4 separate regions of the Mus musculus genome follow, and all the other regions are linked to region 1. The links are chromatin contacts, called in public HiCAR-type, HiChIP or PLAC-seq and promoter capture Hi-C maps. All regions are on one chromosome and are shown on one strand. The core of a region is the stretch at or near the end of the contact, and the rest is flanking DNA. Distances in the headings are between cores, read along the strand shown.

Region 1 (6,414 bases), core at 1,630-4,129:
GCCTCAGCTGTTTTGTTCTTACTATAATAAGCACACCTTATTTTCAAAATTAAAGTCTAAACAAAGCAAGGATATATAACGGGATAATTTTGAAACTGCACACATAGGGCATATGTTATATTTGTATGTTTATTCTCTCATTTTCCCCTTTCCCCATTAGTTTTGGGAACAACTAGGAATTTTTAACTATAAGACCCAAGGGGCAAAACTGCAGTGATGGAGCCAAAGGATGTCAGCAACAAAGGCAAAGTAACTTTTGGACTTGGGTGTTCTTTTAAGCTTCTCTCCCAAGAAGTTTAAGCTGTCAGCATGCTCCTCTCTCTCCATGCTGGGCTAAAGACTATGTCTACAAAGGGGAAGAGGGGAAACAGAGGGAACTGGATACTTGTAAGGTGTCAGGAGGGGCCTCTCTGGCAACAGAGGGAGGCTTGGGAGAGAGTTTCATGAGGTATGGTTAGCTGCTGTCCAGCAAGGATGGGGAGCGTTCCCAAAGCGAGGGACCAGTGGCTTTAGGTCCCTTGTGGTTGCTGAGCTGGTTTTCACACCTGTTAGCTGCAGGGTCAGCGTGGGAGGGGTCAGTACTATAGGCTAGTCCTCTGTCCTGTTCTGCAGCTGTTGAACACCCAGGAAATTCCAATATAATCCTTGTTCAGCTGACTGCTGCAGTCTCTACCCTTTAATCTGCACCCTGGAGATTCTCGGGTGAGCTCTCTCCGTGCTCTGGCCTTGTGCCTTGAAAAGGATCCCATGAGGCTTCAAGGCAGCCTTCAGGACAGACAGGGAGGAGGTAGCTATCATCTGACTCTTGACCTTCTGCTGACCAAATTGGAGGAGCCAATTTGTGGATTACCTACCCGAGGACAGTTCTATGTCCCTGGAGATCTCTGGCCTCCAAGAATGTACCCTAGAAGCATGCTGGCTCAAGCACTTGTACCTCCTACTCCCAGTCTTTGCAGACAAGAGAGGCATTTAAGATGCAAGCAATGTCTAGGTCTAGCCAGACAGCCATGGAAAATGAATCACGTTGGCTGTTCACTGACTGGGGTCATAACAGTGCTGGGAAAGAGTATGGGGGGGGGGAGGTTAGGGGCAAATATATGGGAGCAATGAGTCCTGAAAGGTGATGGGAGAAAGCCCTGGGGGCCTGGAGTAGTTCCTGAATCTGCAAATGACTGGTGGAGTATAAGGAAATGCACATGAGAGTCAGTAGACAGCAGCAAAACACAGAGCACTGAGTTTCAGGGGTCTAATGAAATGCTGTCCTTGCTATGGACCCTGCTCCATCTTCACTGGCTGTGAGCTGCTCTCTAGCAAGATGCTTCTGCTGAAGCACTGGGTGGGCATTGGGTAGAGGAAGGGGAACCAAGGCTTCCTGCATCTTCAGATGTTCCCATAGTCCTCCTACCTGCAGTGAGGCATGGAAGAATGATAGGAAACCATATGGACAGGTTCATGAGTCGGTGAAGAGCTGGGGAAAGGCTATCCCAGAGAATGGCCCTGCCTTTCTCATGCTCAGCCATCATGGCCTGTTATTCCCAGCACACTGGTAACTCCCTGGTCTTTATCATTCATCTTCTTGTACGATGAATGGGCCAATAGACTGGAGAAGACTCATCCATACGTCATTAGGTAGGTACACTGGGGCACTCATGGCAATCTTCCTTCAAGACAAAAGGCTCACAGCTTTCAAGGGTCCATAGTTGCTATGAGCAAGATTCAGTCCCTAAATGTCCTATTACTGGCTCAGCCTCCAAGGACTCTCAACAGCCCTACCAGTCACTCCCACTGGTCTCTCCTTTGAGAAGCATCATCTTCCCTTCCAGAGCCACCTGAGTCAAGTTCCCCTGATGGGTGGAGGGCCTGAGTTAACTGATTGGGAACAGGCTGGGCAGCACTTCTACATGGGCACTGCCAGGGATATTACAACATCAGCTATGCTGGTCCCCTGCCAGTTCCCCCAGGGATGGGAGGAGAGAGGGTGCCAGACGGCCAAGATCAGTGGGCAGGGGCAGAGGCAGGCTGGGCCAAGCACCCAGATGCATAGAGGGGGTGGAGCTGGGGCAGGAGCAAGCAGGATACTTTGTTTGCCACTGGAGGGGGCGTGCTTACGGTTGGGGCTCAAATTCCAAGCCTCTATTTCCAGGCTTAAGGGGGCTGTAGATGTCGATTGCCCCTTGCCCCTGCCAGCTCCACCCTGCAGCGAGGGGATTGGAGAGATGCCACAGGAGTCAGAGGCATGGACAAACCTTTTCTGAATGCTGGGAGCCTGACCTTTGTGAGGTTACCCCCCTCCCCACACACACACACCAAGTCACAGGCACAGGAGGGTCGATGGAAACGTGATGGAAGAATTTTAATACCCAGGACACACAGAATAAAGAGCATGGATGAAGGGGCAGTCTCTCAGAAACCTACTCTCGCCTTGGAGAGCTATACCCAGTACTCCCCCATAAAAGACCCCCATCCAGGGTGTGCATAGGCCCAGGCTAGAGAGATCCTCTACTTTGCAAACCTTAATCCCTTACTCTCCAGACACAGTACCCTCCGACCTCCCAAATCCCGGGCTCACCTTCCCGCCGGCCTCCAGCTCTGCAGGTCTGCGCCCCCCGAGGCCCCCGCGGTGGATCTGCACCTCGCAGATCTTTCCTAGCGTCGCGCGTGTCCTCTCTGGTCTGGGGACCTCGCTTCCCAGGGGCCCGCGTCTGCTCGCAGCTTAGAGTCTCTGGGATTCTGGGAGAGGACCCAAGGCTGCAAGCAGGGACTGCTCCCTAGGCGGGGCCCTGGGGAATCGTGCGGGGGCCGGTGTCACGATCGGAGTCGCTGAGCTGTGGTCTCGGGTTCGGACGCCCGCTGCTCCCCAGCGCTAGCTGGGCGAACGCAGCCGGGCCCGCCCCCTCTCGTCTCTCCCAGCCTGGCCCGCCCCTCTCCAGCCCCTTCAGCCGCTCTCGCTCTCCTCTTCCGGGAGCCGAGCCCGCCCTCTGGGCCTAGGACCCAAGTGCGCGGCGCCGGATCCCCAGCGGGGCGTGCAGTGGAGACGCTGGGCGCGCCTTGGGCCCGCCCGTGTGCCGAGGAGGGTCGGCCTCCTCCCGCAGGTCCTGGCGGGCGGAGGGGACGTGGGCAGGAGGACCGCACGAGTTAGGGTCCGGGAGGAGGCGGCCAGTGGGCGCCGCTGCGAGGCGTGTTTAAAACCCTGTAGCTCGCGCCCGAGCATCAGCGGAGCAAAGCGCTACTGGCTGGCAGCTGATGGCCAGGCTGAAGCCCAGGCGCTGCGCCTATGGCTCCTCCCTTTCTCTTCTTTAACTCTAGGAACTAAACCAGTGGGGCTTCTACTCTGGATTGAACTGAGGTGGGCGTGAGCAGAAAAAAGAAAAAAGAAAAAAAAAAAAAAAAAAAGGAGGAGGTGGAAGGAGAAACAAGTCTTGGGAGCACGGGAGGGCAGAACAACCAGAGACAGTGCAAGCGTCTGGGAAGGAAAAGGTCCCTGTGCTAGCTTCAGACTTGTATCTGTTTCTGTGCCTTGAATCTGGGTCAGCGATGGGGCCTCTGAATTGAACCTTCAACCGCCTCAAAGGCAGGGAAGCCTGGGGCGGAGTCCGGGAAGTCCGATGTCTGTGCCTGGCGCAGACCTGGCTTGGACAAGTCGCTGCACCCAGTCTAGGTGCCACCTCCCTGGCGCGCGCTCCGCAGAGTACCATCCCACAGTGATGAGAGGCCGTAGAAGGTCCACTCAGTCGGTACCTGGATGCAGGGGCGGAACAGAGCGAGCTTGCTACTAGGGAGAAGAGTTTCTACCCAGCCCTAACCATTTCTAAACTAGAGTACTGGTTTGTGGGGGTCTATTGTTTAGGTCCCGCGGAGCAGGGCTGCAGCCTTCGCACGAAGTGTTGCTACCACCTGCTGGTTCTTTGAGGGAGAACAGGTATCCTGTGAAATCTGCACACCCCTTCGCCCCTATTACCCTGTCCCATCTTATACCCCCTTTCACTTATTCAAAGGCATCCTTATGAAAGTACTAGCTAGCTGCTTATGGGCTGATCATAACTGGTACTTAAAGAACATTTAGAAACCAATGAAAATTGTGAAAGAGACTATGAGCCAACATGCACAAGAAACCAAACAATGAAACTCCTTGAGGTACTGCGAGAGAAACAGTCGTTAATGAATTGGCTGAATGAGTGATAGAAAGATAAAGACAAATAACGAGTCCCTACTTGGACAGGAGGTTGTTCGCTCATAATATCGAGGATCAATTAATAAGCCTGATTAAGTTTAATGACCTGCATTTGGACCTCATTAAAACTTCAATTACACTGGTGTGCCTATAACTCGTATTTCTTCCATTTGTTTCTAAGCTTTCTGATAAAGAGCTTTCTTTATTTGTGGTTAACTGTTTCCAATGCTTTCAACGACTGAAAAAAGGGGGGAGGCTGATCTTGCAACATCTTCATTATTAGACAATTCTACCATGTATCTATCATCACATCTATCTGGGCATCTATGTATTTCCTGTTACCATCTGGAATGCTGTTGGTGCTCTCATTAAACATATACCCTGTACCTCCAGCCTTTCCTACATGCCTGGAAACTTTAAAAAGTAAGAAAGTACATAAAGCATGTTTAAACATAGTCACAAAACCAAAATATAGATATTTCTTTATGAAGCCCAGAAATTCTAGCAAAACTTTGCATTGTGATTACAATAAAATCTTTGTTTTCTTTTTATTGTATGACATATTACAAATTCTGTTTCTATTAATTTAGACTTATGTAATCAGTCAATTTTTTTCTTGCTAAGAAAACATGAATGTGTCTGGTTTTCAAAAAAAACACTATTGTATCCAGGATGCATAGAAGATTCAATTTATTATTACAATTAGCCTTATATCCTAATCTACATGATTTCAAACCAAGTTTTTATATTTTATTTTATTGTGTATCAGTGTTTTGCCTGGATGTATGTATACACACTTGCTGAGTCCTGCCCAGGCAGGGAAGGGAAGGGAAAGGAAGACATCACAAGGTTCCTGCTGTAGCAGCCAACAGGGAGTGGGCCTCCATTAGTGTTGATGGTTGCTAGGTGTAAGGCTTGTTTGGACAGTATAATAATACATATATTTAACTTTATATATATCTATATAAAGTTGTATACTATATAGTATTTACATATATATGTACACACATATATATTCACATATACACACATATGTATACATATATAAATGTATATATATATATATATATATACACACACACATACATAATATATATATATATATGCTCCCCCACCAGGGGGAAAGTCTTTTCTGCCAAGGTTAATGATTCCATGATAATTAAGAACAGAACGATCCTAGGAAATGAGAATTTGTCTCTGTGACACTGAGACTTTCAAGACAGACCTTAAGGCTATGGCAAAGAACTCTGAAAAATGGGTTCAAGAGTGTATAATTTTGCACCTATGCAAAATATAAGGATGTAACATGAATTTATGAGGGCCTTCATGAACCTAAAAGAACAGAGGTAGCCGGTTTGTCAGACGGATATTTTGTTGTTTGTTGTTGTTGTTGTTGTTGTTGTTGTTTTTGAGACAGGGTTTCTCTGAGCAGCCCTAACAGAAGAATATTAAGGAGATAAAGAGACTAAGGGAAAGGTGACCTCAGGCCAAGATCCCACCCAGATAAACTTAGTGTTTATGCTTACAAAAGCAGATAGAATTCTGAGTTCAAGGTCAGCCTGGAATAGAGCAGCTTTAGGTCCAGGAATGGTGAGAGTGGTGATCTTGGGATCCACTCAGCTAGCTTATTATTTATGTTTACAAAGGCACACAGATTTCTGAATTCATTTGCTATGTTAAAAACAATGTATTTGCTGTTATATTTCAAGAATCAAGGGGCTAAGGTCATAAAATGCTGATTCATGGGATAATCAAAAGGGAACCTAGGGCAAATGACTGAATTGATATATACATCAAAGACTAGTCTTTGGTCTATAAAAGATGAACTGTCTGGAAAGCTATTGTAGTTCCTGTTTGAAATTTGTCTGGGAAGTTTTCTGACTTTGTTTGGAAAACCAAAAAACTAATTAGAGAGCTAACAGAGCTCTTGTAGAATTTTCCTAGCAAGTTTTCTGACTTTGGTCAGAAAACACAAGAATTTTTTTTTTAGCACTCTTTCTGACTTGGGTCAGAAAATAAATGAACTATCCAGAATGTGTTTAGAATTTTTCCTATCAAGAGAGAGCTGTCTTGAGCAGACTACAGAGCTGTCAGCTTACACTCATCACTGAATTCGAGGTTTTTTTTTCTTCCACCACTCCAAAACATTCCTTCCTCAGGATTTCCCTAACCAAGCCAAGGCTGGCCCTTGGCACACACTGTGAGTGTGCTTGGTGCCAGTGGTCAGAAGAGGGCATCGGATT
Region 2 (6,414 bases), core at 2,857-5,356, 930 kb before region 1:
TGGGTTTACTATGGTGTTGAGTCTACCATGACCATTTGACCCTAAATCTCTAGCTTAGCATGTATGGAACTCTCAAAAGCTGCAGAAGTCTGACCTGTCTGTCTCTCATATCTCCTCTTCTATCCATTGTACAACTGTGTTTAGCAGTGCTTTGATTGGCTATTGAAATGACCAATGAGAAACATTATTGTAACATAATTTTTATTAGCCAACACAGCAAAAATTGAATCCAAGGTCAGAATCCCTAACCCAGAAATCCTTCCAACCACATCCAGATGTCCCGGGCCACCAGCCAGCCATGACTCCGTGGGTGTTTTGTGAAGCCTCACACAATTAGAAACAAGAGTCTGCTAGAACAATAACAAGATCAGTGATGAATGTCAAAACTAAAGAGAAATTATTTTTAGGTTTGCTATCTTAAATGATCTGCATTGCTATTCACATCCACTGTCCTCAAGAGAAATGTCAGTGAAGGTAAATCTGAGGACAGAAATATGTGACAGTCTGGGAGTCATTTCTAGTATGCAGGAAACCATAGAAAGGGGATAACTGCCTCTTGTGCAGAGGCAGTCTGAGAGGACGTTTAAATGAGGAGGGCCACATAGAGTTATGATGTGCATTACATATGTAAAGTGTGTTATTTCAGTTCACTGAGAAGCTGGCTCTTGGAGCAGAACTGCCCCTATCCTATTACAGACCCACAAGCTTATTTGTCTCAGTGTGTCCTCTAAGGTCCCTTGTCTGGGGATGGGCTGTGTCTCCTAACTCTGTGAGAAAGAGGGAAAATAGTTAGAAGATGAACCTTCTGCAACAGAGGTTGCCATTGTTTATCACATGATATAAAAGTGCCTATAGGGGTAGAAGAGAAGCCAGAAATCCAGCCGTGGGAAACTCATCATTCAGGAATGCCAGCTGACTGGCACAGCTTCCCCAGTTGGTTTCTGCTGGGTGTTTTGAGTGCCTGATTTGTTGATCTTGTCTGTATCTGGGGCTGGTTTTCCTTTGACTTGGAAGGCTCTGCAGACAGGGCCCTCTGCTCTACCTGGGATTGCCTCTGGCTGCCTCAAAGGGACTACTGCAGTCAGTTTTTGCTCTCTGTGCCCAAGCCCCTGATTTGATTGTTATATCTCTGCTGTTATTAGTTATTTTATGTGTAAGACTCACTCAAAGAGATGCTGCACTACCCAAATCTCTATTCAGAACACAGGCTAACTGCCTCAAAAGAACTACTTCAGTCCATTTCTTCTGACTGTTTTTTTTTATTATTATTGACCCTGTTTCTTTTATGAAAATTTTAAAGATATGTTTACTTTTATTTCATGCATATGAGGTTTTTCCTTAATGTATGTATGCATACCACATGCATGCCTAATGCCTGCAGAGGACTGAAGAGGACATTAGATCTCTTGGAACTGGAGTTTCAGATAGTTTTGAATCACCATATGCATACTGGGAGCCAAACCCTGTGGCCTTTGCAAAGACAGATGGTATTCTTAACAATTGAATCTTCTCCCCAGCTTCTTCTGCTGGATGGTTTGAGCATCTAATTTGGTGGTGTTTTGTTGGCTATTTTGTTACTTATTCTTTTACTTTGCCTTGCTATATATTTAATCAAGTAATTTAAAACTGAAAGTATAACCATCACAAACCATTGTCTAGACCATGCAGAACAAATGTGTAAAACCAAAGGTTACTGGGTGCTAAGATTCTTGCCTGCAAATTGGCTCTAGCATTAGCTAGTTATCTAGAAGTTGAATTCCTCACCTCTAAAATGAGTGTGAGAAGAATCCATTTACTTCACTGGGTTGTTGTTAGGTTAAACGGGTTATGTTTCAAGTCCTCCTGATCACTTCCCTAGAACTCTCTTAAGTGTTCATTATTTTTGTTGGTGCTATTAATCTGCCAGAAGAGTGAAAATTTCCACCCTCATCTTTATGAGAGAGGAGTGTGATCCAGGCCTCTCTCTCTCTCTCTCTCTCTCTCTCTCTCTCTCTCTCTCTCTCTCTCTCTCTCTCTGCAGGTTTGAATCACTGATGCTTTGGAAGAGTATGCAGCTACCTGCCTCTGGCTCTCGGTGCTGGGATTAAAGCTGAGTACCACCATGGCCAGCTGATACTTCCATTTTCTTAGCCTACTACAGCTAGCTTACATTCCTGGAGTTTATATCAATCCCTCCTGAAAAGCTAAGCAAAGCAGAAATAGCCCCTTGGTCATGTTCAATTAGTTGACCCATCTGGTTTGTTTTAGGCAGCCTTACTTTGAAACATGATTCTCCTTGAGCAACTTGATGCAGGTGCTTGATCCACCACCCAATGTTTCTTGCCATCTGCCTGGTTTACATCATGGAAAGGGAAGAAATTAAAACAGATTGTGTCTGTCTCTCCTTCTAGAGCCCACTCCACTAGCTTCTGTACAGAGATGAAAAGGAAGTGGTAAGGAGGCCAGCAGAGGCAGCTCAAGAGCTGTCTCTGTCTTGGGCACTCCAGAAGGTTGATCTGCCTGCAACCTCAAGACACCAATTCTGTCTCTCTGAACTTCATTCCTAATGCTGCAGCATCTGGCTGAGAATGGGCACAGGACTCAAGTTGGCTGAATGTGTTCGATAGATGGGAAAATCCACCTCTTCTCAAAAGGTGGGAAGGGTTTAAACCCCATTGGAAGTGAGTCTACCCCTCTCAAGCCTATTCCTGTCCCACCCGCCTCTTTCTCCATTAGAATAGAATGTGTTAGTAAATGCTCCCTTCAAATACTACAAGAAAGAGAATAAGATGGTGTCTATAAATCAAAACTCTCTAAAAGGTGCATTCAATGGAAAAAGCCATTCTCCTTGCAGCTCTTTCATTCAACTATGTGTGGCCGTTTTCACCTGACTTCACCACTCTTGCACCCTGGCATGAGGACTATGAACAAATTACACAGTCCATGTTGATTAGAACATTGAATGTCTGAGTCTAGGATTAAGTGTTTAAAAGCCATAATGAATTTTTAAAAATAGGGTTTTTTTTTTCAACATCTGTTAAAAGGTCAAACATCCTCCTGCAGGTCCCACAGCCTTTGTTACATCCCACATCTGTTACATTCAGAAGACTCTGAGCAGCAGAGTAGACCTTCAGAGTGACAATGTTTCCCAACTGTTACTTACAGATGAGTCACAGAGAGAGAGAATCTGGGATCTGATGACAACTGAGGAAGGTACTCACTTTGAGAGTTGAGCCAGGATAGACAGACACACACCACTTTTTCTAGTGTATCAGTCACAATGTCTGATGAATTTGGATCCTGACAACTCCAACAGGATCTCCCACAGAGCATCCTGGCTGCCTGAGTGTCTGTCCCAGTATGTACCATAACGCTAGGTCTCTAGTGAAGGTTAAAGTAATATATATTGTCAGCTTGACTCCAGTGACCTGATTCTAGAACATTATATGGGCTGTGGAGACTTCCGGATTCAGTCTTGGGAAATTACTTTCTTTTTTCTCTTTCTTTCTTTCTCTTTATTAATTTCTTTGAGAATTTAAAGCCTGTATTTCCAGCCCCAATCCCAGCTCAGTTATATCTTCCTCTTTAAAACTAAGAAGTTGAGTGAGGTTGTCTAGAAGACCCGTATATATGTTGTACTCTATGAGTCCATGACACAACTCAGAAGGCAGTTCACAGTGGCAAAGCTAGCTAAGGAAGAGGATGGAGAAGAAGTAGAGAGGCCGGGACACATCCTGCTTTGGGGGACCTTGAAGTCTAAGACCTATGGTAATACAGAACCCTAGTGTGGCCAGTGCTTGACTCTTTATATGGAGGTCAGGAATGATGTGATATAAGACCAAAGGCTCCTCTGGGAATCAGGACTTCTCTGGAAACTGAAATTTGAAAAAGCAGCTACTTAGATCTAGTATGGAAGACAGGAAAAGCTACACTACTTGGTAAGATATCCCTTTGGAGATGTGGTAGGGAAGAGGGACCTGTAGTGAATCGTGGACCATTTTTGCAGCCACCCCTCCCTATTCTGTTCTAAGTCCCAAGTAATCCTTTCTCAGCCGTCAGAAAGGCCACTGCCACAGGCTCACTCTTCCTCTGCTTCTCTCCCACAGGTGCCGCCTGACTCCAGTGCATGGACATCCCTAGCAATAACACCATACCCCGTGGCTTTCTCCTTCAAGGTTTTTTTGAGTTTCCACATCTGAAGCCCCTTCTCTTCCTGGTGCTGCTGGCCGTGCACCTGGCCACTCTGAGTGGTAACCTGCTCATCCTGGTGGCTGTGATCTCCGTGCCAAGCAGGCCACCCATGCTGCTCTTCCTTTGCCAGTTGTCAGCCATTGAACTCTGCTACACGCTAGTGGTGGTGCCCCGTTCTCTAGCTGACCTGAGCATGCCTGGCCATGGCAGGGGCAGTCCCATCTCATTCTTGGGCTGTGCTGTCCAAATGCAGATGTTTGTGGCACTGGGTGGGGCTGAGTGCTTTTTGCTGGCAGCCATGGCCTATGACCGCTACGTGGCCATCTGCCACCCCCTGCGATATGCATCTATAGTGACCCCAGGTCTATGTGCACGCCTGGCCCTGGCCTGCTGCCTTGGAGGACTAGCTGTATCCGTGGGGCTAACGGTGGCAGTGTTCCACCTGCCTTTCTGTGGCTCCCGCCTGCTGGTGCATTTCTTCTGCGACATCACCGCACTGCTGCACTTGGCCTGTACACGGAGCTATGTGGATGAACTGCCCTTGCTAGGAGCCTGCCTGGTGCTGCTGTTGCTGCCCTCAATGCTCATTTTGACCTCCTATGGGGCCATTGCCTCTGCCCTGCGCCGCCTGCATGGTGGTGGAGGCAGACGCAAGGCTGCCTCCACCTGCGCCTCACACCTGGCTGTCACCTTCCTGCATTATGGTTGTGCCACCTTCATGTATGTGCGGCCAAAATCCAGTTACTCCCCTCGACTGGATCGCACACTAGCGCTGGTTTATACCAACGTCACACCACTTCTATATCCTCTTATCTACAGCCTGCGCAACCGGGAGATCACTTCTGCCATTCACAGGGTCCTGGGGTTCCGTGGATCAGGGTCTGTGTGAGCCCTGATAACTGGCAGAGACCAAGATAGAGTAGGGAACTCTCATTTGCTGAAGTGTCCCCTAGTGTTTAGTGTTTGCATCTGGAGCAGCTCCTGGGAATTCAAGGGTGAGATTTAGGAAAGAGAACTTGGCAACTGCAAGAGAAGAGAGGCACAAGTGGTGGCTGTGTCCTTCATCCCTTCCTGGAGGAATATCAAGAAGTGGAGAGACCTTGATCTACATTGAGAGCTTCCTTTGATTCCTGCCAAGTTTTCCCCATAATTCCCAGGTCTATGCAAGCCAGTGACTGTTTTGTATGATGCCTGTGGTTTGAAGGACAGATGTGAAGAGCAATAGCACATGGAAAGAGTAGCTTGGAGACCCCTTAATCACGCTAGATTTGTCAAAGCCGAGTGGAGTTGTTACAGACGGTTTCTGGCTACTTGGAATACTAGAAGCTTAGTCGGCATTAGCCAGAAGAGAAGGATGGAGAAGGAACCAAACAAAACTGGTTAGCAAAGGCTGAAGCATACTGAAAAGGATCTCAGCTATGGCTGAAGGATCTGTACTGTGAGCTACTGTGCTCCCTTGGCCTTTGTCTGATAGCTTGGATGCAGTGAGACAGACATAATTGGGCATCAGTTTCCACCTCCCATGTGGGAGGCAAATGGAAACTGGTTCAGGGTTCCTGCACAGAAAATTAGATGTTGCTAGAAGAGTCAGTGATGAAGAAGTAGAACAAACATACATAACCTTGACTGGACATTGAACCAGGCAGAAATAGCTCTGGGGATCATTTTTAACCCAGGTCATTTGGTAAATGGTGGTGCGATTGCTGAAATAGAGAGCCCAGGAACAGAAGCCATGGAGGAAAGGGCCTGTCACTCTGTTTTGATATGTGGCTGGGACAATGAAGACCATGTTAGAGCAGAAAAGACACAAACCCAAGGTTCACAGTGCAGGCTCAAGAGGATGAATCAATTGGGGTTATAGGTGGCTATTGAGGCCATGGATGTGGCAGGTACTAGCCAGGGAACAAAGACAAATGTAAAAGAAGAGGTTGAGCCAGTACTCAGAGGCTCACACATGGAAACAGAGGTAAGGAGTAGCCAGCAGGCTTGAGGGTTGCTCCCTGGGCCGGTTTCTTCCCTCCATCTTTCCAGACTCAGTCGTCTCAGTTGCCATCAGGGCAAAATCTAAGTGATTCATATGATCAGACACAGATAGCATGCATGGGGAGGCTGCCTGATGAAGATTAAGTTCTCTAAAATGGCTTTTGGAGAAGTGGTTGAATCATCTGGAAGTCCACTGTCAAATGCCCATGCCCTATTCATTAACCTGATTCTCCTTAATTTCACTGTGAATGCTCATGGGAG
Region 3 (6,414 bases), core at 1,592-4,091, 640 kb before region 1:
TGAAGGCTATTCCCTAATTGATGACATCAGCCTTTCCAGGATGACACTTGGCACTCATGGCTATGTCAGTGTACAGCCCAGGTTGAGAAGCTACAACCTGACCTCCTATGAGCTATTGTTCCTAATAGTTAAATGAGTTGTTGAGAAACAGGGGAAATGGATGAGCCACTGAAGTGAAAAGATATGCTAATATTAAGTAAAACCAGACTAAACACACATCACACTCACTCACACACACACACACACACACACACACACACACACACACACACACCACACACACTACAGACCCCACGTATATGCCTTTAGAAACTAGATATAGACACTAGAGGGAAATGTAGCCATTCTTTGCATATCTAGCTTAGGAGTGATTTGGTGTCTCACATAGTAATAGAATATGTGTCAAGTATCATTTGTATACAGGAGAAAAAGATCATTTTCAGTTTCTTGACTTCATTCCAAAGAACATCTAACTTTCAAAGCCCCCTCCCTGTCTGGCATGCACTCCATGTTTTGAGCACTTTTCATTTATTTCTCACTGAGCATCTGTTTAATTCTCACTTGTCAGTTATCTTTTTGTCTGGGTAAAGTCTCCTGCTTTGTGATGGGCATACATCAGTGAAGCTTGCGCTGGGAATCCCTGGAGGCCTGAGAACAGAAGGCTCCATCCTTTCCCATCCAGGGTTCCCACATGGTCCTCCCTTTCCCACACTGACTTACTTCATTTTTTTTTTTCATCAAACCCATTTTATTCATATGCTATCCACAGTAGACATTTTGTTGCTGTGGCTGGGGATTAAACTAAGGGACTCAAGCAGACTAAGTATGAACTGCGCTTAAGTACGAGCTACAACCATAGCCCACAGAACATTCTTCAAAGAATCCTCTTCATCCCAACTTTATAGTAACCTGTCCCCTCAGACACTAACTTTCTCAATCGTTAAGAACCCTTCTTTGTTCTCAGATTCCCTGTGACAATAGTAGGGAGTCCAGTCTAGACACTCACAGCCAGAATGCTCTGATACTCCGTGATATCTTCATCCTAAGAAGAAGAGAACATTTAGCCAGAAGGAAATAGCAAAGAGACCGGTATGACAGCAGGATCCTATTTCTGGAAATTGCCCCGGGCAAGGTCAGAATCTCATCTAGCTCCCCGTCCCCTCCCTCCAGGATTCAGAGTTTAGCCCTTACTCGAGACCATACACGCATCCATATCTCTCTGGACACCTTCTCCAGCATCTCTGGTTGCTCCATGCTTACAGTGGTGAGGAAGCGCATGGCATTTATACTTCCTGTGGGGGCAGAGGCATGTAGAGCTAAGATTCCTATTCCTTTTGTCCTGATGGAGGACCGTGTCATCCTTCCTTCAGACACGCCCCCAAGCTCATCCTTCCTTCAGACACGCCCCCAAGCTCATCCTTCCTTCAGACACGCCTCCAAGCTCATCCTTCCTTCAGACACGCCCCCAAGCTCATCCTTCTTTCAGACACTCCCCCAAGCTCCGTCACCTGCAGTCTTTAATTCCAGTTTCTCATAATGGATTTACTCTATGCAGTTCTTGCTTCTCCCATCCCTCTCTTTTGGCTAGCTGATGCTGGGTTCCCCACACAAGCATGTTTTATTTCTTGATATCCTATGAAAGCCTCAGCTGGACTGCTCTCCACTACATTCCCCAGTGTTTCTGACCCTCTTCACTTATTTATTTCTGTTTCCTCTGAAACTGGAGTTATAGGTGGTTGTGACCCACCATTGTGGGTGCTGGGAATTAAATTAGGTCCTCTGGAAGAGCAGCCGGTGCTCTTAACTGCCGAGTCTTCTCTTCATCCTCCTCCTCACCTTTCTTCACAGTCTCACCAAAGAAATCCTTGGGTATGTTGAGGGGAACCTGGAAGAACTGCTTCAGGAGAGGAATCTCTTTGAAGATGTACTGGCCTTTTCGGGGAACCATAGCAGGTGGTTGGTTTCCTGGCAGTGGAGAGTTAAGACAACTGGTGAGAGAGGACATGAGGGTCTACTGGAACCTCTCCAGTAGAAAGCAAACTACTAGTTTAGGCTGAGGTCTGCATACTCAGTGCAGGACAGGCCCCTCAGGCCACAGAAAGCAACCCTCCTTGCCCAGAGAGGTGGAGCTTCTTCATGCTTACCGCTGTCTTTCATGATCCCAGCGATTAAAGTGGGCCGCAACTGCAGCTTTATATTCCAGAGGTGTTGGTATCTGCATAGGACCTACAAGTGCAGAGATAAGAAGGGGAGCTTGTGTGGCATTTGAGGGCTGTCTTCTGCCTCTAAGTGCTGGACAGAGATGGGGACTTCACACTGAACTGGTTGGTTTAATAGGACAAAACTCTCAGTTCTTTGAAATAGATACCAGAATGCTTACTCCAGTGTACGGTTTTCATCCCGTAGAGCATCCTAGCGCCCCTGATCCCCCTCCCCGAACTTGACCTAGCTTCATTGGAGTTGCCTCTGTTCTTTCTAGGGTCTGTGGAAAGAGAATATTTGACCTTAGGATCAGGACCCTACTTGGCGGAGTCTCGGTCCGTTTAAAGGCACAAAGTGAACTTGAACCTGAACCCTGTGCTAACCCTGAGGGCATCCACTGGAATTTCTGCAGCCCGGTGATCAGTGCCCCACTGTGCACTCGCCTCGCAGACCACAACCCGGGCGGCTCCCCCGTGTCACCTCAAAGCCCAGCCAGGAGTACGGGGACAGCACGTCGTAGAAGAGTTCCAGGATGCGCGGCGCCGGCCCCATTCTACAGTGGTGAGAGAAAGTGAACTTGAAGCCTTGGGCTGCCGAAGAGCTTTAGGTAGCTGAAGAGCAAGCAGCCAATCGTAGTCCGCGAATTGCAGGCGGGTCTGCTAAGGGCCCTAGTGCGCAGTCTCCGGGAGAGGCCCCGCCCTATAGGGCTGGCCCAGGGGTGTACACGGGTAGACCAAGAGCGGATGAGGAAGGCGGAGTCTGAGATAAAGGGGAAGGTCAGATCCAGAGAAGGATCTCAAGTGTGTGCAGCCAGCTCTAGAACTTTGTCCCTCAAGCAAGAAGGCAATACACAAGGATCCAAATTTGCGTTGGATGACGTTTAAAGACCGGCAATATGGAAGTTCCGAATTGCATCTTTTATTGTATTCACTTTCTCAGAGATAAGAACAATGTTTAGAATGAATTTGACAGTTGACATAGTGGTCTTTTAAAAAATCTTCATTCTATACATTACAGCACACCCAGGGGATGCCTGAAACTGTAGATGAAACTCTACATATTATGTTTTTTTTCTACACACAGTAAATTATAACTTATAAATTAGGCACATTAGTGATGAATGCTAGAAGAACCATAACATGCCACACTAAAATTTGTGCCTTATTATAATAAAAATGTTACTTGAACATAAGTATTTCATCAGTACAGCACTTGATCTGATAACGGAGGTGGTCACAGAAATGGAGGTAGGTAATATATACAGTGTGGACACACTAAACAAAAGGATGACTTACATCCCAAGAGGGAAGGCACAGGACTTCATCTGCTACTAGTATTATTCATTTATTTAGGGTTTTTGGGGGAGTGGGGTGGGGTCTTGATATGTTGCTTTGTATATCCTGGAACCATATACTATTGTTATCATTTATTATTAAAAGTTTTGGTATTATAGATGATATGGGGGGAAAAACAAAAATATATTCCCTTTTCGTCTGTGGAGGGGGTTTAGTGGGTCAATGGTGCAACTGTGTTGACCTGATTTTTGATCTTCAGAGTACACATGATGCTGTGTTTAGTAGCATTAATCTGTAATCCCAGTGTTCCTACTATGAGATAGGAGGTAGAGACAAGAGAGTCCTTGGAAGCTCCCTGGCCACTTATCTTAGCATACATAATACTGCTGTATATTCAGAACCTTGATTAAACAAGGTGGACAACAAGGAAAGACCTCCTCATGTGGGGTGCCCACATTGTAATATTCAAACATACGCACATCACATACTGACAGGTTAAAAATGTACTTACTTTTATTTTCTTACACCATTATATTGCTGAGAGTAATAGCTAGTGTTAAAAGAAAGCTTTAGACAACTTAGAGTACCTTTAGCAAAGAACACTTCAGACATTAGGTAGCATCAGGAGAGGTTCAAAGAGTGCCACTCTGCAATGTGGGCGTTTAATATTTACAGACAGAAAAAGTGATTAAGGCTCAGAAATAACTGGTCATGGTGAGGAGTTGGTGGTACTAAGACGTGATCTTCTGATGGTTGACTACCTGTGGTTCGTTAAACTTAGATGCTTATAATTGGATGAAACCCAGCAGCTTGTTGGGAAACTCAGGTTCATAAGTTCTCTATTTCTTTAATAAATTACACTGTAGTTCTTTGAATGGAAACTTGAGGTACAGAGACAACCTTCAGTTACTGGAGTCACTGGCTGTGCACTTATCCAGTTGAACCCTAGACACTGATTAGAGCTGTTGAAACAGAATGTTAAACAAAACTACATAAGGTAGCCAAAGGACCCACAGAAGAACTAAACATAATAATAATAATTACTAGACATTGGAGGATGGAGGGAAAGATTGGTATTTATGCATGAAATTTTTATCTTCTTACATAAGGTAGAGACAATGCTTATATTTGAAACCCCAATAAGCAGAGCCATAAATTAATCCCAGAAAAGCTTTAAATAAGCTGCCTTTTCAATTTAGTAAAAGATTAATTATTCAATGAATGATATTAGGATGAGAGGTTTTAGTAAAATATAGTTGGATACATATACCACAGTTAAACTGGGAGCATCAAATACTTAACTGTTGAAGACAAATGAGTGAAGCAGCTGAGGCAGTTACAGACAAACACTTGATACATATCTGGGATGACAGACAGCATGACTAATTGTAATATCAAACGGAAAAAACCCAGTAAAAGACAGACATACTCAGCTACATACAATTAAAAAATATGTCTGTCAAAATCTAGTAGGTGTAAAAAATGAGTAAACATAATCTGTGCTTATTTTTATTCAAAAGTTGATTTTAGCTCTCTAACAGAAGCCATCCAGGAAAGGCTATGGGAAGCAAGTGAGTTTTTTTGGAGATAAGACTACCATATTGCACGTCTAGGATGGGTGCACTATGGAGAGGTGTGGCCCAGAGACTTAGTCTTGGTTCCTGCTGCTCTATGCCTTTCGTGCCACTATTACATAACCTAGTGATTCCTGCTCACCCTGTGGGGCAATTTTCCTGCAGATCAACACGAAGATGTACTTTCATATAATAATGGTGTTTAGATGTACTAATGACTTTATACAACTCCTGATTTGATTCATATAATTTTAGGAAGAAAGTTTAAGGATATGGTTTTAGTTTTGCCTGAAAGATGTAATAAAGCTAAAATCAAGAACAGAATGTGTTCCCTCCTTATAGAATAGAAAGTGAAGTCTGTAATAAGGAGTACAATCAGCTTTCATAAATTGCACTAACAAGAGAAATATGCTTAATCACAAACAGATTTGTGATTAAGGAAAACATTCATTCTAGGTCAGGCCCAAGGGTAAAGCCACAGGTGTGCACCACGATAAAGCAGACCATGGAAAATGATTTGAACTTATAATGAGCTTATGGTATGAAACACTGCGTTCAACTTACTACTGATGTCCTTCTGAAACTCCCCCTTTGTGTAACATTTTATCTATGAGGTAATTTTGTTTTTTTTTTTTTTGTTTTTTTTTTTGAGGTAATTTTGTAAAGGACTTTTATCTAATAAAGTATAAAAAGACTGAAAATAAAATAACTTGTGGCTGTTGGTGCTCTTTTTCATCCACCAAATGTTTATTTATGCCTGTCTGTTTGTATGTATGTACAATATGTATATATGCACAATATGTATATATATCTGTTGCGCGCGCTCAACTGGCCAGGAAGAACGACGCTGCTACAGGATCCTTCTGCACACGTTTATTCAGTCCTGTTTCTTCTTGTTTATATCTCCCTTGTTTATATCTCTCTTGTTTTTATATCTCCCTTGTTTTTATATCTCCCTTGTTTATATATCTCCCTTGTTTTTATATCTCCCTTGTTTATATCTCCCTTGTTTTTATATCTCCCTTGTTTTTATATCTCCCCTGTTTATATCTCCCTTGTTTTTATATCTCCCTTGTTTTTATATCTCCCTCGAACCCTGGGCCTCTCACTCTTTTATACTCTCATCCACGCACAGCAGGCCACGCCGCCTCACCAGGCACGCAGCCTCAGCTAATCAGGGCAGCAGGGGCATATCTCCATCAAATTGGATTCACCTGTATCCTGGTACACCTGCGCAGCACTCAAGATGTTTGTGTCTTATATGAGGAAGTCAGGTGCAAGTCATATGACTTAGCTGCAGTCCCTGGCGCCTTTGGGACTGCCGCCACACCTGCTCCTAACAT
Region 4 (6,414 bases), core at 2,274-4,773, 550 kb after region 1:
GACATGTGATTTGTCTGTCTATCACCACAGCCAGAAAGGTGCTTGATTCAAAAATACACACACACACACAAACACACACACACACACACACACACACACACACACACACGTGGGGGGGGGAAGGGAGAGGAGAGGAGAGAGAAAGGGCAAGAAAAAGAGAGAGACAAAGACAGAAACAGATTGAGTAAGACAAAGACATGAAGAGAAAGAGAGACAGAGTGACACAAGAGACACAGACAGAGAGAGACAAACAGAAAAAATTTGGTAATACCGCCAAACAGTAAACCCAGGTGGTACATGTATGTTTTACTGGACACAGAAGGAACATAAGACTACATCAGTAGAAGAAATAAGAACACAAGCCTTCCCGGAAGGACAAATGTGGCTTACTTGTTTGAGACATTAAATGCCAACACAGTGCAAAGCAAGAAGAAAATAATCACACACTTAGGATATTAATATTCTGAAAGGAGCAAAAAGAATTGAATACAGGTATGCGGTCTTAACTCCTATAATCCCAGCACTCAGAAGGCTAAGACAGGAAGATTGCTGAGTTCAAGGCCAACCTGGGCCATAAAGTGAGGACTAAGTCAGCCAGAGTTCAAGAGCCAAAACAAATGTAGAAAATATATAGATTACCTGTGGATCATACAGGTCATGTTATGTGGAAATCAGCAATTCATTTTTAAGCACTCCATTTTCTCATCTGTAAAACAGTGAGCTAAAGTCAATAATTTAAAAATTCTGTGAGCATTCATTGGTGCCCTTAGCACATCGTGTTTCCTTACTTCACAAAGCTCACATATGAAGTGTTTCAAAGGAGAAAGCAAGAGATACAAAAGGAGAAAGAAGGAGAAGAAAAGAGAGAAAGGAAGGAAGACAGGGAGGGGGAAAGTAAGAGAAAGAGGGTGGGAAAGGGGAGAGAGAAAGTTTGGTGGAGAAACCAAGGTAGAGTAAGAGAGGAAGGAAGGAAGGAAGGAAGGAAGGAAGGAAGGAAGGAAGGAAGGAAGATAATAAGAAGAAATAGAAAACAAGGAAGAGGTGGGAGGGGGGACATTGTAAGGGACAGGTCACAATGTAATCATGACCATGCAGGAACAGTGAGAATGCTTGAAGCTGATTTAAAGTAATTATCTATCCTATTTTCTGTAAATATTCTTGATGCAATCAGGTGAGCAGTGCCTAGAAATGATGCCGAACGGACCCTGACCCAAGGAAACCTTCTTTACAGGAAGCAATGTTAGTTAGAAATACTGTTAAATACTTTTTAAATAATTAAAAAAAAACATTGTTAGTTTTGCCCGAAGGATAGGCAGAAACAAATATTGATGCAGATTTTACTTCCTGAAAGCTCTAGCGAAGCTGGAGAGAGGGCAGCCTTACAGAGAACCCAGAGCTGACTCTGCCATCCCTAACAAGAGTTGAACGAAGCAATTTTAGCTTGGCTGTCACCTAAAAATAGAACTATCTAGGAGCAGTGGGGATGAGGCAGAGGCTGGAGAAGAACCAGCGAAAGCAGGAAGTGGACTAACTGGCAGCCAGGGCCTTATTTTGTCACTGAGTCTGAATTTAGCTTTCTTTAAGCTCCTTCTATCTGGCCACTGAGACACACGCTGAGACAGTGTGTGTCTCAGTGGGAGAAGCCTACATGTTCATCTGTTTTATATATGAAATCGTCCACCTTGGACCAAAACTCCCACTGTTGCTTCTGCCTTGAGTGATTTCCATCAGAAGAAATCCCCCGAGAAATCAGGGGACAGTGCCCTGGCAGGTCATGGTGAAGAGAGAGTCTCACAGCTGACTCTGTCACCTGTGGTTAGTGTGGCACAGGCACCCATGGAGATGTCATTGTCACAAGTGTTCCATCTCTCTGTGCTCAGACTGTTTCTCACATCTCCTACAGAACAAGGAGCAAGGCAGCCTGGTTCTGTTCTGCTCAGTGCAGGGAATGTTACGGTGGCACTGACCCAGAAAAGAATGATCAACATTCTCACTGGCAAAAAAACCATAAAAGTCAACATACACACTAATTAATGTTATCTTGAGCCAGAAGGTTTATCAACCAGTTTTCCAAATAAAAACTCAGAGCAAACCAAAGAAGACATTGCATTATAGGCCTTTTCCCACTTACCTTTACAAATTATCAGTTGTTTTGCCTATTTAACTATTAAATTCTCATCCAACCTCTCACAACAATTACATATGTTATTGATACTATTGCATAGTATCACTCTAATTTCAATCCAGTTTCTTAAAAAGAGCAGTTAACAAAATTTATTTGTAACAATATGATCTACACTACTGGGAGAGAGTTGTAAATATTTTAATTGAGTGTGCAAGAGAACAATCCAAGAGATTCCATGCACTAAATTATAGATCCTCACTATTAAATTTTAATTTTGATGATAGATATGCATGTGTTTGCCTTTTCTGGTGTTCTCAGAGGATTTTGAAAGCAGCTCGACACAGAAAGCAAGTTAGGTTTTAGCTTAGAAAATTGAATTGGCAATCTTCAGTGTATTTCTTTGTTTTGTTCTAAGATGAGCTACATAAATAAGCTTTGAAGAAAAGTGGATAATTTTCCAGTTAACTTATTTGGCTAGACTCTCACTTTGTGCAATATGGTGGAATAGATACGGCAGCATGGGTAGATATCCTAGAACTTCCTTTCTGCTACTGAGCAACTGCGCACAGAAAATGCAATTTTATGACATCCTCAGATTTCCACAAAGCAAGGGAAATTCCAAATTCATTAAAAGTGAGATAGAGTCTTGAGTTAAAACACATTGTCTCAGACCTATGTTCTCGGTGGCAGCCAATGCCCTCTGGTTTTCTATCTTCGGGTATTTTGATAGCATCAAAAATGTCTGCATCAGGGCAGTCCTGTTTCCAGGGTATTTGTAGATAGAGATAGAAGTTGAAAATAGAATCCAAATGGGACTTTGCTCTTGATATCTTCTGAAGCTGTTGCTATTTTAATAGAACATATGCCCAGAGGAAGTGTTTCCTATTATTGTGTAAATATAGTTCTCCAAGAATGGAGAGGATTGCCCAGAAGAAGAACAGCCACAGGATATTGCTAGTCTAATTCTTTGATGATATAAACGGAAATTCATTGAGGGAAACAGAAATGAGATTCTTGGTCTCTTTCGTCCTAACTAGTAGATTTTGTCACTGGTTGTATGCTCAAATGTCCTAAGGAACCCCTGGTCTGCAGCATTCACTGCTAGTCATAGGAGCTCACATCATGCAAGATTGGACCAGACTAGAGTTGACTGAGTTAGACCATAAACCCAGCTCCTAGAGCTTCATATATTGCTTTCAAAGATGTATTCTCTACCTGCACCTACCTGTGGGTTCCCAGTTCTTGTATCTCCAACTACTTTCTAATTCCATGCAGGTACACATAAAAGAAGTCAGTCAGACCATTTGCTGGAACTTCAGTGCAGAAAGAGGTCTGTGTTTAGCCATTCACCTGACAGCACTGTTCAGAGCCTCTGCAGACCACACTTTTCCATGCTATAAATAAGTCAAAGTTTCTCTTAACCCTCTCTCAAACAGTGAATTCTTTTAGGCCTTCCTCAGAAGTCTGAATCTCATTGCCACAGCTCCCCCTTGTGGCCAGTGGAATGAAAAGCATTCTTAATCTTTTTTCTTCCTTCTTGGAGCCCGTTGATGATTTTTGTTTTACAAATATATACCACCTCAAGGTTGAGGTTATGCGACAGAATCAAAAGAGTGAAGACATTCAAAAAAGACACTGTATATTATCTACCTCCCTTTGGCTTTCATAAGAATGAAACAATGGACTTCAAGATATTAAACTACTGGGAATCATACAGGACCTACCAGAAGGAAAACTTTTCTCCCAGAAAGAGATTTGCACGTTATCAGACTATACTTTTCAGAAAGATGGAGCTAAAACAGTGATGGGCAGGATCACATTTGATGGAGGTTGTTTAGATATGCATACCTCTGGCCCTCTGTTTAAAGCTGAAACTAAACTGCTTTATCGGAAGCCTGAAGATGGACTCAAGGAGTCACTGGATTTTTTTTCTTTTTCTTTTCTTTTTTTTTTTTTTTTGGACCCTCTTCCCAATGTGAGCACAGTGAATAAATTCCCCCTTTCTGCTTCTTATGATTCAAACAAAATACAAAAGAAAGCAAAGAGGATAGGAACTCTAACAGGAAGACCAACAGAGCCCATTAACCTGGACCTTTGGGGCTCTCAATGTCTGAATCACCAATCAAAGAACATACATGAGCTGGACCTAGGTTTCCCCACACATATGTAGCAGATGTGCATCTTGGCCTTCGTGAGGGTCCCAAATAATTGGAACAGGAGCTATCACAAAAGCTGTTGCCTGTACGTGGGATATGTTCTTCAAGCTGGGCTGTCTTCTCTGGCCTCAGTAGGAGAGGCTGCACCTAGCCTCAGAGAGACTCGAAGTGCCGGGATGAGGGGGACACTCAGGAGGTGTCCCACCCACTCAGAGGCAAAGGGGATGGGGGAAGGGGGTGACCAAGAAGAGGGCAGTGAGAGAGGGAGGTAAAGTGAGTAAGTATAAATAAATAAATAAATAAATAAATAAATAAATAAATGTAAAAAAGAAAACAGAGCACACCAACAAGAAAAAATGTTTTAGAATTTAGCATCTGCTGTGTACTAGGGCTGGGAGGTAGCAGAGGTCTTAGAAGGAGGGATACATATAGGAGGGGTATTATAATTTGTCCAAGGCACTCCCATCTCAGACTAATTTCTCAATACGCACCATCTGAGGAAGTGGTGGCCAATGAACAAGTAAGAAGGCAGGAAGAGAGTGATGCTGGGGCTGGCTAAGGCCACAAGGACATAAAGGGCCTCTCTGGGTAATGCTGGAAGAGGAGTGGCATTATCTTTAAACACCCTTAGCTTCGGAAGCACATTTCACAGGGAAAGAGAGCTTTTGTTCACAGAGGACACAAGCCTGACCCAAGCTCCTACTATCACTCAGCCTGAGAGGTCACACAATGCACATGGCCTGAGGCCCATGCAAGGAGTAATCTCTGAGAGCTACAGGCATTCTCAAGAAGTTTCCAAACGGAGGAGTTCTAAGTCCAGCAGCTGAAACTGCAGTGTAACTAGTGGATAGTTGGTCTCTTAGTGTTCATCATTTGAGGGAAAATATCAGACTCACACATTCTGCAAATGATGTTTGAGTTCTCAACTAGACATCGCGTCTTTAACATTTTGGGGAATGGGGAGAAACTTTTGGGTAAGTATCTTGATGCCCTGAAATGTTGGTTGGGTTCCAAATTTTACGCAACGCATGGGGAATTGTCATTCAAATGTTCTGGACCAGATGCCAATTGGGATCCTGTTGATAAACAATGAAAGTAAAGACTTAGCAAATACTAACTAACACGGGTAGGTATTCCTTAAGACTCTGAGGAGTAAACATTTCTACGTGTGAAAAACAAGGGATGGTATCCTCCAGGTCACTAAAGCCATATAGCTTCAGAAGAGTTTGCATACTCGGACTTAATAGGAATATGGTTGCTAGAACAAGTTGCAGGAGGCTTTTCTTTTCTTAAGGGTGTTTCCACCCTAAATCAAGCATGCTCAAACATACTCTGGCCCTTAAAGTTTGATCGAATTACTACAATGTTCACTCTAAAATAAACTAAAAAAAAAAATGTTTGGTTAATGGAAGTGATTCGTGTTTGGTGGCATTTGTTTGCATAGGCAGAAAGGACACAAAAGACAAAAAAAAAATTAGAGAAAGTATAACTCTTGCAGATATTTTCCCTTAATACAATTTACCAGTTTAGCAGAATCTGCTAAGAGGACAAGATGGGGAAAACATGAAAAGAGTGGGGTGCTTTGTAAAGCAACCAGTGGCTCCTAGATATGTAGACTAACACTTAAGTTCAGTGCTACTGATCAAAAGGACCCTGGGGCAGCTCCAGGCCTGGGGCCTGCAGATAGTGCAGGGAATTGCTGAAAATGAGCACAAGGGAACTTCAAAGAGAGTGAAAATGTTTTAGAGCTAGACCATGATGCCACTGGCACAGCTGTATGGACTTGTCAAAGCTCATGGAATTATACATGAATAAATGTTATGCATGTTACATGAATTTCATGTCAATAAAGCTGCTAAACACTCAAACATTGTTTAAAACTTAAACCACTGTCCACTTAATGCCAGGACTTAACAGTGATCCCGGGACTCCTCAAAGCCCAACTTCAGTTTAAGTCAGTCCTCAGCTTCATGGAGATGGCCTGTCACTCTCACAACTTCCTAGCAGATATGGCCTCAGTCCTCTCAAGAGAAAAATGAAACCATTCAGAGCCCTAAAGTACTCTCTAATGTTCCGTGTAATCTAGGATTCACATGAAAATAATATCATCACGTGCCAAGACATGACAACAGA

Evidence for each region. HiCAR-type assays count read pairs that join an accessible place to other places. HiChIP or PLAC-seq counts read pairs in DNA pulled down with a chosen protein or histone mark. Capture Hi-C pulls out chosen DNA fragments and counts their contacts.
Region 2: a contact with region 1 is called in a promoter capture Hi-C map of liver, with 2.6 times the contacts expected there. The contact joins the promoter of Olfr455 here to the promoter of Ephb6 in region 1. A contact is called at or near these places in 7 of 39 promoter capture datasets (cranial neural crest, embryonic stem cells, liver and 3 more) and 1 of 9 other capture datasets (liver).
Region 3: a contact with region 1 is called in a HiCAR-type map of astrocytes, with 5 times the contacts expected there. The contact joins the promoter of Gstk1 here to the promoter of Ephb6 in region 1. A contact is called at or near these places in 18 of 39 promoter capture datasets (the 3T3-L1 cell line, the HPC-7 cell line, HPC-7-derived erythroid cells and 12 more), 1 of 15 datasets of contacts at CTCF or cohesin (pro-B cells), 24 of 484 Hi-C or Micro-C datasets (the AML12 cell line, B cells, the G1E-ER4 cell line and 16 more), 20 of 115 datasets of contacts at active chromatin or transcription factors (the SCID.adh cell line, astrocytes, craniofacial prominence and 12 more) and 1 of 9 other capture datasets (embryonic stem cells).
Region 4: a contact with region 1 is called in an H3K4me3 HiChIP or PLAC-seq map of the SCID.adh cell line, with 11 read pairs. The contact joins the enhancer-like site here to the promoter of Ephb6 in region 1. A contact is called at or near these places in 11 of 39 promoter capture datasets (the 3T3-L1 cell line, HPC-7-derived erythroid cells, embryonic stem cells and 6 more), 5 of 484 Hi-C or Micro-C datasets (DN3 thymocytes, cerebral cortex and double positive thymocytes) and 7 of 115 datasets of contacts at active chromatin or transcription factors (the 230-238 cell line, the SCID.adh cell line, bone marrow-derived macrophages and 3 more).

What each region holds. Positions count from the first base shown.
Region 1 is chr6:41,601,976-41,608,389 of GRCm38.p6, reverse strand. Ephb6 (Eph receptor B6) reads right to left here and starts at 2,879. Exons shown (of 18, transcript NM_001146351.2): 1 at 2,570-2,879. Gm27549 (a small nuclear RNA gene) reads left to right here and starts at 6,085; the gene lies at 6,085-6,146.
Region 2 is chr6:42,536,712-42,543,125 of GRCm38.p6, reverse strand. Olfr455 (olfactory receptor 455) reads left to right here and starts at 4,106. Exons shown (of 1, transcript NM_001081301.2): 1 at 4,106-5,059. The coding sequence starts at 4,106. The coding sequence ends at 5,059.
Region 3 is chr6:42,242,362-42,248,775 of GRCm38.p6, reverse strand. It overlaps Gstk1 (glutathione S-transferase kappa 1), which reads right to left and starts at 2,841. Exons shown (of 8, transcript NM_029555.2): 1 at 2,683-2,841; 2 at 2,145-2,226; 3 at 1,837-1,965; 4 at 1,192-1,292; 5 at 1,007-1,042. The coding sequence starts at 2,754.
Region 4 is chr6:41,052,955-41,059,368 of GRCm38.p6, reverse strand. It overlaps Tcrb. Among named protein-coding and RNA genes, the nearest start is that of 2210010C04Rik, 21 kb to the right of the region's middle. Within about 2 kb of position 3,523, at least 14 of the 459 cell types and tissues checked have an H3K27ac peak or open chromatin away from gene starts, as enhancers often do. A contact at or near this core is called in the SCID.adh cell line, where this site is marked.